2 separate regions of the Mus musculus genome follow, and region 1 is linked to region 2. A link is a contact called in public HiChIP or PLAC-seq data. All regions are on one chromosome and are shown on one strand. The core of a region is the stretch at or near the end of the contact, and the rest is flanking DNA. Distances in the headings are between cores, read along the strand shown. Region 1 overlaps Pcm1 (pericentriolar material 1). Region 2 overlaps Mtus1 (mitochondrial tumor suppressor 1).

Region 1 (5,085 bases), core at 743-3,242, 140 kb after region 2:
TAAACTTGTTCAGGGATTTGTCACAATTTAACTATACTTTATCTTGATCTTTTAAAACAAAATTTTTATTTTTATTGTGTGTGAGTGTATGCCTGTGGTGGGCCACAACATGCTTGTGGAGGACAACCTTTATTGCTCTCCCTAGACAATGTGGGTCCTCAGGATTGACTCAGGCCATCAGACTCAATGCTTAGCTGTAAGACAAGCTCTGTAGTCTGCTGAGCCATCCTGCCAACCCTAGTCTTGGTTATTAATGTTATCCTAATGCAGCACACCCTAACTTGTACATAATTCACAAATGATTTTAATTAAATAAAACCTCACTTGGTATCACTTGACTTTTAAGTTTGTTTTCTGTTTATAGAATCTGTTAACTCTCACTCCTTCCAGTTCGTCCCTCTAAGAGACCTTTTAAAATAGAGTGTGTTTGAAGAGTAGAGGGAAAGGTTTCAGATTGATTCTATGTTAGATTCCGAGCTGAAAACAGCCTTATGAGTTGCAGGTTGATATAAAATGATAACTATCTACAAAGACTGATATTTTTGGTGTATTTTATAGATGTAATGTTTTGTATCCTGTAACAGCTTCATGTATACCTACCTATCCTTTGTGAGAGGAGTACTGTCCCACCATTGTTTTGAGACAGTGCCTCTCACTGGCTTGTAACTGGACCAAATAAACCAGTGAGATTGGCCATGGGTTCCACGTATCTGCTTCTCCCCACCTTTGAAGGAGCAAGTTTATAAGTGTGGACCACTAGTTCTAGCCTTTTTCTAAAAAAAAAATATAGGTTCTGAGGATCCAACTCAAGTTCTTATGCTTATAAGGCAAGCAGTTCAATTTGCCTCCTCCCAATCCCCCTGCTTTTAAAGACAGGGTCTTACTGTGTAGCTAGGGTACAACTCATGGCTAGGGTGGAACTCATATAGACCACACTGGCCTTGAATTCAGAGTTATAGCTGCCTCTGCCTCTCAAGTACTGAGATTTAAGGCATGTGCCACTACAGCCAGCTAGCTTCTCAGCTTTCTTCATAGTTGATTGTGACTACTAATCTGAAATGTAAACTATGTGTGTATAAAAGGTGTGAGGTGTCATCAACCTGCACTAAACTTCTAGTCTCATCTTAATAGTTAATCCTCTGAATAGTTAACTGTACTTTCTTCACTTTTCCCCCATTTCTAAGTCACAATGTAAGATGTTGTCATGGCTACCCAGTCTTATTTACAATATTGATGGTTCTACTTGGAGGAGGTAGATGGAAGAGGCTTTGTGTAACGCTGGTGAAGGATGTCATCCAGAAGGAAACTTGTTGAGCTGTCTGTATTCCCTGTGGTTTCTCTAGAAATCTCATTTGCCCAGGGAGAGTAGATCAGTGTATTCATTTGTACTTTCAAAAGAAATCATTTAACTTTTTACTTGCTTTAGTAATTTTAGGGGAGAAATCATTTAAAATTTTATATTCCCAACAAAAATTTGTTAGTGTGGCAAATTTGAAACCAAATCAATACATTAAAGGGAATATTTTTTTGTCAATGGATTAAAATAATAGAACTTTAAAATATTTTGATGGTAAATCATTTATGAAGAATATCTTTACAATATATTTTATATATAACTTGGCTTAAAATTTATTGTTTGGGGCTGTATTTACATTTCTGTTTTTGATTAGTTTTGTTCAGCTGTGTTTTAAATTTTAATTTTGTGTATGTGTTTTGTTTTGTTTGTTTGTTTTTTGAACACATGTGGCCTTAAAGCAAGAACTTTACCACTAAGCCATATCATCAGCCCACTTGGTCATTACTTCTTTAAATTTTTCTTTTAAAATATTGTTTTGTTTTGCATGTATAAGTGTTTTACCTGTATGTATGAGTGGGTATCCTATGCATGTCTGATGCCCACAGAGATCAGAAGAGGGTGTTCGAGCCTAGGAACTAGAGTTACAGGTGGTGGTGAACCTCTGGGAGTGGTGGGAAGTGAACCTGGGCTGGGTCCTATGCAAGAGTAACAAGCGTGTGTAACTGCTGAGTCATCTCCACCCCCATTGGTAGTTTCTTCTAAGTAGTCCCTATTCAAATCTTTTATGTTGCATATAGAGAGGATGATAAATTTTTATTGTATTGGGGAAGTCTTCCAGATTCAGTTTATGCCCCAAACTCAGCTAAATGGATGTAATTTAAGAGTTAAAAACTAATAAAACCACTTGATACAAAATAGAGTTTTCTGCTTTGTTATATATTTAATGTGCTTCATTTAGGCCTTTTTACATAAGATAATCAAATATATTTAAAAATTCTTGACCTTGGTTAGAAGTTGGAATATTTACTCTCTGTGTCTCTGTCTTCTCTCCTGCCCTCACTTACTTTGCTTTTGTTGTGTATGTGGAAAGTTATCTTCTGGAATGGGTAGAAAGTTTTGCTACCTGATAGTTTGTAGAGAAAATCTTTGAGAACATTAACTCAGTATAATTTGTAATTCCCTATTATTTTGTCTGCAGTATGTATAGCTCCATTTGCCTTCCTATACTTTGAAACCTTCTGCTTTCTAAGAGTTTTATTCTCTTCCTTTTAACTCCTCATAGTTTTTCACTGTAAAATTACTCAATTTTTAGTATGGGACATACCAGTTTTCTAAGTCTATTAAAACTGTATCTAGACTTGTGTATTTAATTGAAACTAGTATCTGCTGTACTTTGCCATTGGCAAATGAAACAGGGCCATGGATTTCAACTGTCAGGTATTAGTATTGTTGGTCTTATTTTTCAGGCCAGAGATCCTCAGCAGGAGCCTATGGAAGAGACAGAAAATTTGAAGAAACAACATGATTTATTAAAAAGAATGTTACAACAGCAGGAGCAGCTGCGAGCTCTGCAGGGCCGACAGGCTGCTCTTCTAGCTTTGCAGCATAAAGCAGAGCAAGCTATAGCTGTGATGGATGACTCTGGTATGTGATAGTCACAGAATAATTGCTTTAGAAGAAAGGCTCATTATTACAAAATGAATTGCTATTACTGTATTATCAGATCTCGGTTGTTGACTAGTGTAGCAACCTGCAAGCCAGGTTTACTCTGTTCTGTGCTTTTCTCTGGTTATACAGAAGAGGTTGCAGGAACAACTCCTGGCTATCATACCGTACAGACAGAGTATCTTTGAGAGGTAAAACAGACAGGCCTGTATATAGTACTGTTTTGTAACCTCAGGGTGATAGGGATCTTGTTTTTTTTTGTTTCCACTTTGCAGGAATTACTGCTGTTTTGTTTTGTTTTTGTTTTAAATCTCACTCAGCTAAGATTGTTGTTTATTTGTCTTGCAAAGAAGGTTTAAAAAATAATAAGCAAGCCAGGCCTGGTATCATAACACCTGTAATCCCAGCACACTGAAGTCTGAGGCAAGGAGGCTCAAAGAATTCTTAGGGTACAGGGAGATGGCTCAGTTGGTAAAGTGCTTGTTCCCCAAGCATGAGGACCTTAGTTTGGATCCTCAACAAGCACATTAAAGCCAAGTCATCTGTAGTCCCCGCTCCAGAAGGAACGGAGACAAGAGGGTCCCTGGGGTTCTGTGGTCTAGCCAGTTGATGAGCTTTGGGCTCAGTGAGTAATCCTGTCTCAAAAATAATATGGAGAGTGACTAAGGAAGATAACCAAAATCAACCTCTGACGTACACATATGTGTACATAGCCTCCCTTCTCTATAATACTTCATAGTGAAATTGCCTCATAAAATAAAGTAGGGAGGGCTCTAGGTTTGCCAGCTTAAGTATGCCCTGAGTTCAGTCCCTAGCCCCTGGAGAAAACATAAACAGAGAAAGTCTAATAAGGAAGTAAATTAATGGAGCATGTTTACTATTTAATGTTAGCAGTTCTGTTATTTCATTTAGAAATCCAGTTGTAGTTATGAACTTTTAAAGCTGCTATTGTACTTTACTCAGTATTTGGTGAGACTCAAAGCTTTTTTTCTTTTTCCTTCAGAGCTGTATATAACTATAAGTGACAATAGAATTGATTAGTATTGAGTCACCTGTTTTGTTATTAGGTTAAAAGTAAGATTGTTGCTTATTAAAACTCAATAAAAGCTAAGGTTTTTTTTTTTAGTTTTATTTTTTAATTGACAGATAACAATTGTATATATTTGCAAAGTAATATAATAGACTTCCATTGGCTTAATTATAATTATGTTTTCGTATCAATTCTCAGTTTATCTTTGAGCATTATAATTAGGCCAGTATTTTATTATTATTATTATTTATTTGCTTTTTGTAAGTTTCATGAAGGTTGCCTACAAGATTGTGGGTTGCTTACAGGTTTATGGGCAACTAACCAGTGGCTGCACTACTGAAGTAGTGTCTGTATCATGCTCACAGCCGTTAACTGCCTGTGCATCCTGTGGAGCAGTGGGGCTCACAAAGTTCCTAATTTCTTCTCTACAATCTTGAGTAGTTGAATTTACATCATCTTGTTGGATCATCAGAATTGTAGGCTACTGGCTAAGGCTTTTTACCCTTGGGACTGTTTCATAGAAAAGGATGTCAAACAGAGTCTCTTACTTGGCTAGGCTTTATATAGAGAATATTAGTAGAAAGCTATTGAATTTTAGGTTAAAATATACAAATAATTTCTTTTACAAAAATAAACTATTAGGAATTTCAATTAAAGGCTGTAATTAGGAGATTTATATTTGAGCTTTATATACTTCTTCAACAAGAACTTTAGCTTAATTTTAAAACAGTTTTTCCTTGTGTTTTATGAAATTTTACAGTAGAAAACTGATGAAAGCAAGGGTTAGTGTTTCTAATTTGTTCGGAGACACAACACATCTTCCTTAGAGAAGGAGTGCTTTTTTTTTTTTACTGTCCAGAAAGTTGTTTGTTAATTATCTGAATTGTAATGTTGGTGTTTTCCACAGAGAGTTTAGACTAGAAAAAGATTTCTGTCAGTCTCAAATACTAGTTTTTAGTTTTTGGTTGTTATTGTTTTGGTTTGTTTGTTTGCTGTAGCAGAAAATGATGCTATTTTCTTTTAAAAAAAAGCATTTTGTAGCTTCTGGCTTTTAGCATTGAAAGGCTAAAAAGATGGCTTCTGGCTTTTAAAA
Region 2 (5,013 bases), core at 189-2,688:
AATCCAGAGAAGTCGGGGGCAAAAGAGGTCTGATTTCTAGGGCAGCATGACAGGCTGCTTGATCTGCCCTATTGCTGCCCTCTGAAACTGGATCCTTTCTTCTCTGGTGTCTAAGTACTGAATAATGATCAGCTTCTTAGGACCCCACAGAGCCCTTAGTAAGGAGAGGATTCTCGATTTTTGTTAGTCTTTCCTTCTGCTGTCAGAAGGCCTCTCTCTCTACAAATAGCACCATGGACCTCGCTTAAACATTCTGTTTTACATTCTGTGCTTTTGTTTGTTTGGTTGATTTTTGTTTTGTTTTTGTTTTTCAAGACAGGGTTTCTCTGTGTAGCCCTGGCTGTCCTAGAACTCACTCTGTAGACCAGGCTGGCCTCGAACTCAGAAATACACCTGCCTCTTACATTCTGTGCTTAAAGAATAGAAAAATAGTTAAAGACTAGTTAACTTACGCTGCCTAACTTTCACATGTCCACATAATCTTATAACTTTGATCTCACTTAAATGCCAATATATCGAATGTGCTAGCACCAGTAATTCATTACTGGGAATAGCAGAATTCCACTACAATAGGACTGTAGTGGAAGGAAGGGTAAGTGCCACCTTCAGACAAAAAGCTTTGGTCCCCAGTTTCCTTCTATATAAAATAGCTCTCATGACTGGATATACCCAACACACAGGGCTGATATGCTCGCTAAATGTAAAGGTTCTTAATGTGCTTTGGGTCCAAGGTGTTTTCCAACAGCATGGATGGAAGGCATGCGTCCCCAAAAACGTTCACGATGGCTCAGAAGTTAAGGGGCATTGACTGCTCTTCCAGATGTCCTGAGTTCAATTCCCAGCAACCACATGTTGACTCACAACCATTTGTAATGGGATCTGATCTGATGCCCTCTTCTGGTGTGTCTGAAGACAGCTACAGTGTACTCGTGAACATAAAAATAAATAAGTCTTAAAATAATAAAAAGAAAGAAAGAAAAAGTCTTCAATCTGAACATTTTGGACTAAGTTAAAGGCTAAATATGAGATGATGGGTCTTGAGTACTTTAAAGTCAACACATATCATAAGTTCAAAGTGATGACTTAATTTTAAGTACTTTTAGAATGTACAGGCAGCAAATGAACAACATGGTTTTACAGCCTATATGAAAGAAGGAAGTATCTGCCTTGATTGAAAAGATTCAGCTCAAATGTAAGAAAAAACCAGGAGTTCACCAAGTTCACCACTCAAAAGAAAACCAAGAGGCCATTAAAGTGGAGTCCAAGAATAAATAAAAGTCAAATATTCCGTGTAAACCAATTATTTTCGAAAAAGGAGAAAGGTATCAGGTTCTTGTGCCTGGAGTTTAATTCCCACAAATGCATCAGCTGATCCAGGCAACACCTTCACCAAACCTTCGTCAGGGTGATTACACATCCACCTATGAGTCAGCAGATTTCAGACAGACTAGGGTAGGTTTAATAGCACCTATTGGTCACGCTCTAAGTACTTGGTGCTGCCATGGCATAACCCCAAAAGACATGCACGATCCCTCAGATAACTTACAAAAATCCCCTACTAACACAGAGGATGAGAGCTATGCATCCAGCTTTATCTGACCAGTCAGTGTTTGGTTCCCATTACACATGCCATGCCCGTTCCAGGTGTTCTGGTTCCCATAACATTTTTTTTTTTACCAACTCTATAACAAAATAGGTCTCTCCAAGGTTTTATAGCTGCTGTTGAGATAGCAAAACCTAACTAACAGCGGAAATAACTTATTTCATTATTGCTAATTCATAAAGAACAGAAAGAGAAGCCGCACTTGCCACTAAAGAGTGGCTAAGAAGCTACTTCATGCCGGGTGGTGGTGGCACATGCCTTTTAATCCCAGCACTGAATTTGCTTTCATTAGATGCTCAGTTTATAGAGTCCACATGTAGAACCAAGCCATTTATATGTGTAGTTGGAATTATTTTTTTCGAGGCAGAGGCAGGCAGATTTCTGAGTTCAAGGCCAGCCTGGTCTACAAAGTGAGTTCCAGGATAGCCAGGGCTACACAGAGAAACCCTGCCTCGAAAAAACAAAACAGAACAAAACAAAAAAACAACAACAACAAAACAAAAAAAAGTTTTAAATCAAGTTCAATAATGAGAGACTCTAATGAGCTACAGAGTGTTCCATAGGAATGAAAAAACTACACACAAATCTTAAGTGTGATCGGAGGGAGAGAATTCTCAGACTGCAATGTCATCTGCATTCTTCTGTAAATTGTAAATACCTAGCTCTCTAAAGAGGAAAAAAAAAAAAAGTCCAAATCTCCATTCAAGAGAAATGGTCAACTTGTGACCGTCTGCACACATGGAGACAATAAATTATCACAGGTGGAATTAATTCTGTAAAAGTATTTGCACGTGGGTGTGCCAGATGTTCCGAGAGTGGCTCCTCGTAACTACGTAGGAACTTTAATAGGAATGTCTGCGTCTTCCTGCTCTCCGACACTTGGCTCAACCTAATGATGCATCCTTTTGGGGGTGGGGGGAGGGCTAGAGAAGTAGATGAAGAAAGTGGAGAAAAATACCAAGGAAATAAACATCAGACTTAAAGGCTTCTAGCATCAGGAACTGGGGAAAGCACCCACAAATTCCCACACCAACTCGACTTATTATCCCAGGTTGCATCAGGGCCACAGAGTCCAAATACACCCAGCACTTTAAGGTTTCAACTCTATTGTCAAAACACTTTCCAAAGGTAACGTAGAACACCATGGAGAGAAGAAAGAGTAGCCACGGTGTCCAGTAAATGTCTAATGAGGAAAACTACTGGCCACTACAGAATTTTTTTTTTTTTTAAGAACTATGTGTGCCGCAGGTGGTGGCACCTGGCTTTAATCTCAGCAGTGTGGAGGCAGAATCAGAGGGTTCTCGGTGAGGTCAAGGCCAAACTTGGTCTCCATAGCAAGTTCCAGGCCAGTCAAGTTGACACAGTGATACTCTTGTCTCAAGAAATAAATAAGAGAAAAGAAATAAGGAACTATTTTCAGGGGGTGGGATCTTGGGATTGAATGCAGGATCTGCAGACTTATTAGGCAACTGCTCTACCACTGAGCCATAAATAATACTCCCATCTCACCTTTATCCTTTTACTTCCAAGGCAGGGGCTCACTGGCTTGCATAGCCTGGCCTTGAATTTATAATCCTCGTGTCTCAGGCTCCTGAGTAACTGGGTGACTAAGCTCAGCAAAGATTCTTTAGATACCACATTTCTTACCAAACCTCGCTCAAGACAACAGACATAGTTTCCAACATAGTGGAGACTATAACAAATTACTTGTTAAACAATTTATGAGAATGAGAGTATTTGTAGCAACATAAATACTAACACACTCTGAGAACTGAGGCCAAATCCCTTCTGAATCTCTGTCCCTTTACTTAGCAGTGTTCTGGCAACAGGGTGAGCTCCTAATAGGGCTTGAAACTGGTCAAAACTAAATACAGCATTTTAACAGCAGGGATTTTCTTCGAGCCTTTTTCTCTAGAATACAGCATGGAAAAAATAATTCCAACTACACATATAAATGGCTTGGTTCCACATGTGGACTCTATAGACTGAGCACCTAATGAAAGCAAGCTCGGTTTTCATAGTCAAGAGATCCTGACTCAGCCCTATCTAACCCATTCTTTTTTCATGTCTCCAAACCTGGTTACTCAACAGCAAGCTGGACCTCCTGCAATCCCGAGTTCGAATCTACAGGATTAAGTTAGTAGTGGTAGGCAAACAAATTTCAACTATGTAACATGCCTAAGAATAAGATGATGTCAACGTAGGAGTCTACTATATAATAAAAGGTAAGACATATATAGTACAAGTTTAGCTAGTATTCTAGTAAATACAACTCAATCAGTTTCACAGAGATGGGGGAGACAGGAGGGGGTGTCTATGTTTGAATGATATCTCTTAGATTGCTTAGGTCTCTGTTGGCGACTATTTTTATTCCACCAAGCTGGCTGAGTTATGTTTTAAGTAGACACGGGGTACCCACATAATGCCATGAATCATTAACAATCATCAAAAAAAATTTTTACAAGGGCCCGGAGCAATGGCTCAGGGATTAAGAGCACTAGTTGTTCTTCCAAAGGACCAGGGTTTGATTCCCAACACCCATATGGTGACTTACAACCATCTGTAACTCTAGTACCTGGGGATCTGACGCCATCCTTTGACCTCGGTGCAAATTCAGGCAAACACTCATATTCTTAGGATAAAAATAATTAAAATCTCAATTTGTTTATAGTACAAGATGAGCAAAATGAAAATTAATCCCTTCCCTTGTGTGACAGCAAATACTGTCTAACATCTCCTGTAAACTGCTTATCTGAAATAAAGTGAACAAATGTTGATTTTTTTCCTTCCAAATTGGTGAATGTGTAAATAACACCCAAGTTAAATATTGCCAAGCTAGCAAGCAATGCACAAAAGGCATAGAAGATAAGCTAACTCCCACCAGTCCAGACTTAGCAATCACTGGCAGACACATGGTTATTTACAAAAGAATGTACCTTTACCCTTACTTAGTCCTCTTCTTGTTAAAGTATAGATACTCCCCCCACCCCCTGGAGTCTTTCTCAAGGCCAATTTAGTACACAAAATTTCTTAGCATGGTTTCACTGGAGATCAGGGTAACCGATCAATCCACTCTCAGACTAATACTTCCAGTATAATAAGTTCAGCATCAAGCTTAAAACACAATTTCTTTTCAAGGTTCAAGCCTGTATTAAAAGCACACTAATGTATACAATGACCTAGAAATCTTTTCCAAAGCAGCTCACTGAGGCTCATCAGCCTGCCCAGTCTACACACACACACCCATACACATACACACACACACACACACACACACACACACACACACACACACACACACATATACAATGACATATCTAAGCAAACAATGGCAGCTTATGAGAAACTTAAAATGACTTTAAGATTATATTTAGCTTCATAACCTCAAAGCAAAATCGTTTTTAAGTTAA

What was found. HiChIP or PLAC-seq counts read pairs in DNA pulled down with a chosen protein or histone mark.
Region 1: a contact with region 2 is called in an H3K27ac HiChIP or PLAC-seq map of embryonic stem cells, with 5 read pairs. The contact joins two enhancer-like sites. A contact is called at or near these places in 2 of 115 datasets of contacts at active chromatin or transcription factors (both in embryonic stem cells) and 2 of 9 other capture datasets (adipose tissue and pancreatic islet).

Annotation. Positions count from the first base shown.
Region 1 is chr8:41,264,424-41,269,508 of GRCm38.p6, forward strand. Pcm1 (pericentriolar material 1) reads left to right here. Exons shown (of 38, transcript NM_023662.3): 6 at 2,764-2,941. Among named protein-coding and RNA genes, the nearest start is that of Pcm1, 27 kb to the left of the region's middle. Within about 2 kb of position 1,993, at least 10 of the 459 cell types and tissues checked have an H3K27ac peak or open chromatin away from gene starts, as enhancers often do. A contact at or near this core is called in embryonic stem cells, where this site is marked.
Region 2 is chr8:41,123,298-41,128,310 of GRCm38.p6, forward strand. All of the region lies in intron 1 of Mtus1 (mitochondrial tumor suppressor 1), which reads right to left. Among named protein-coding and RNA genes, the nearest start is that of Mtus1, 7.9 kb to the right of the region's middle. Within about 2 kb of position 1,439, at least 21 of the 459 cell types and tissues checked have an H3K27ac peak or open chromatin away from gene starts, as enhancers often do. A contact at or near this core is called in embryonic stem cells, where this site is marked.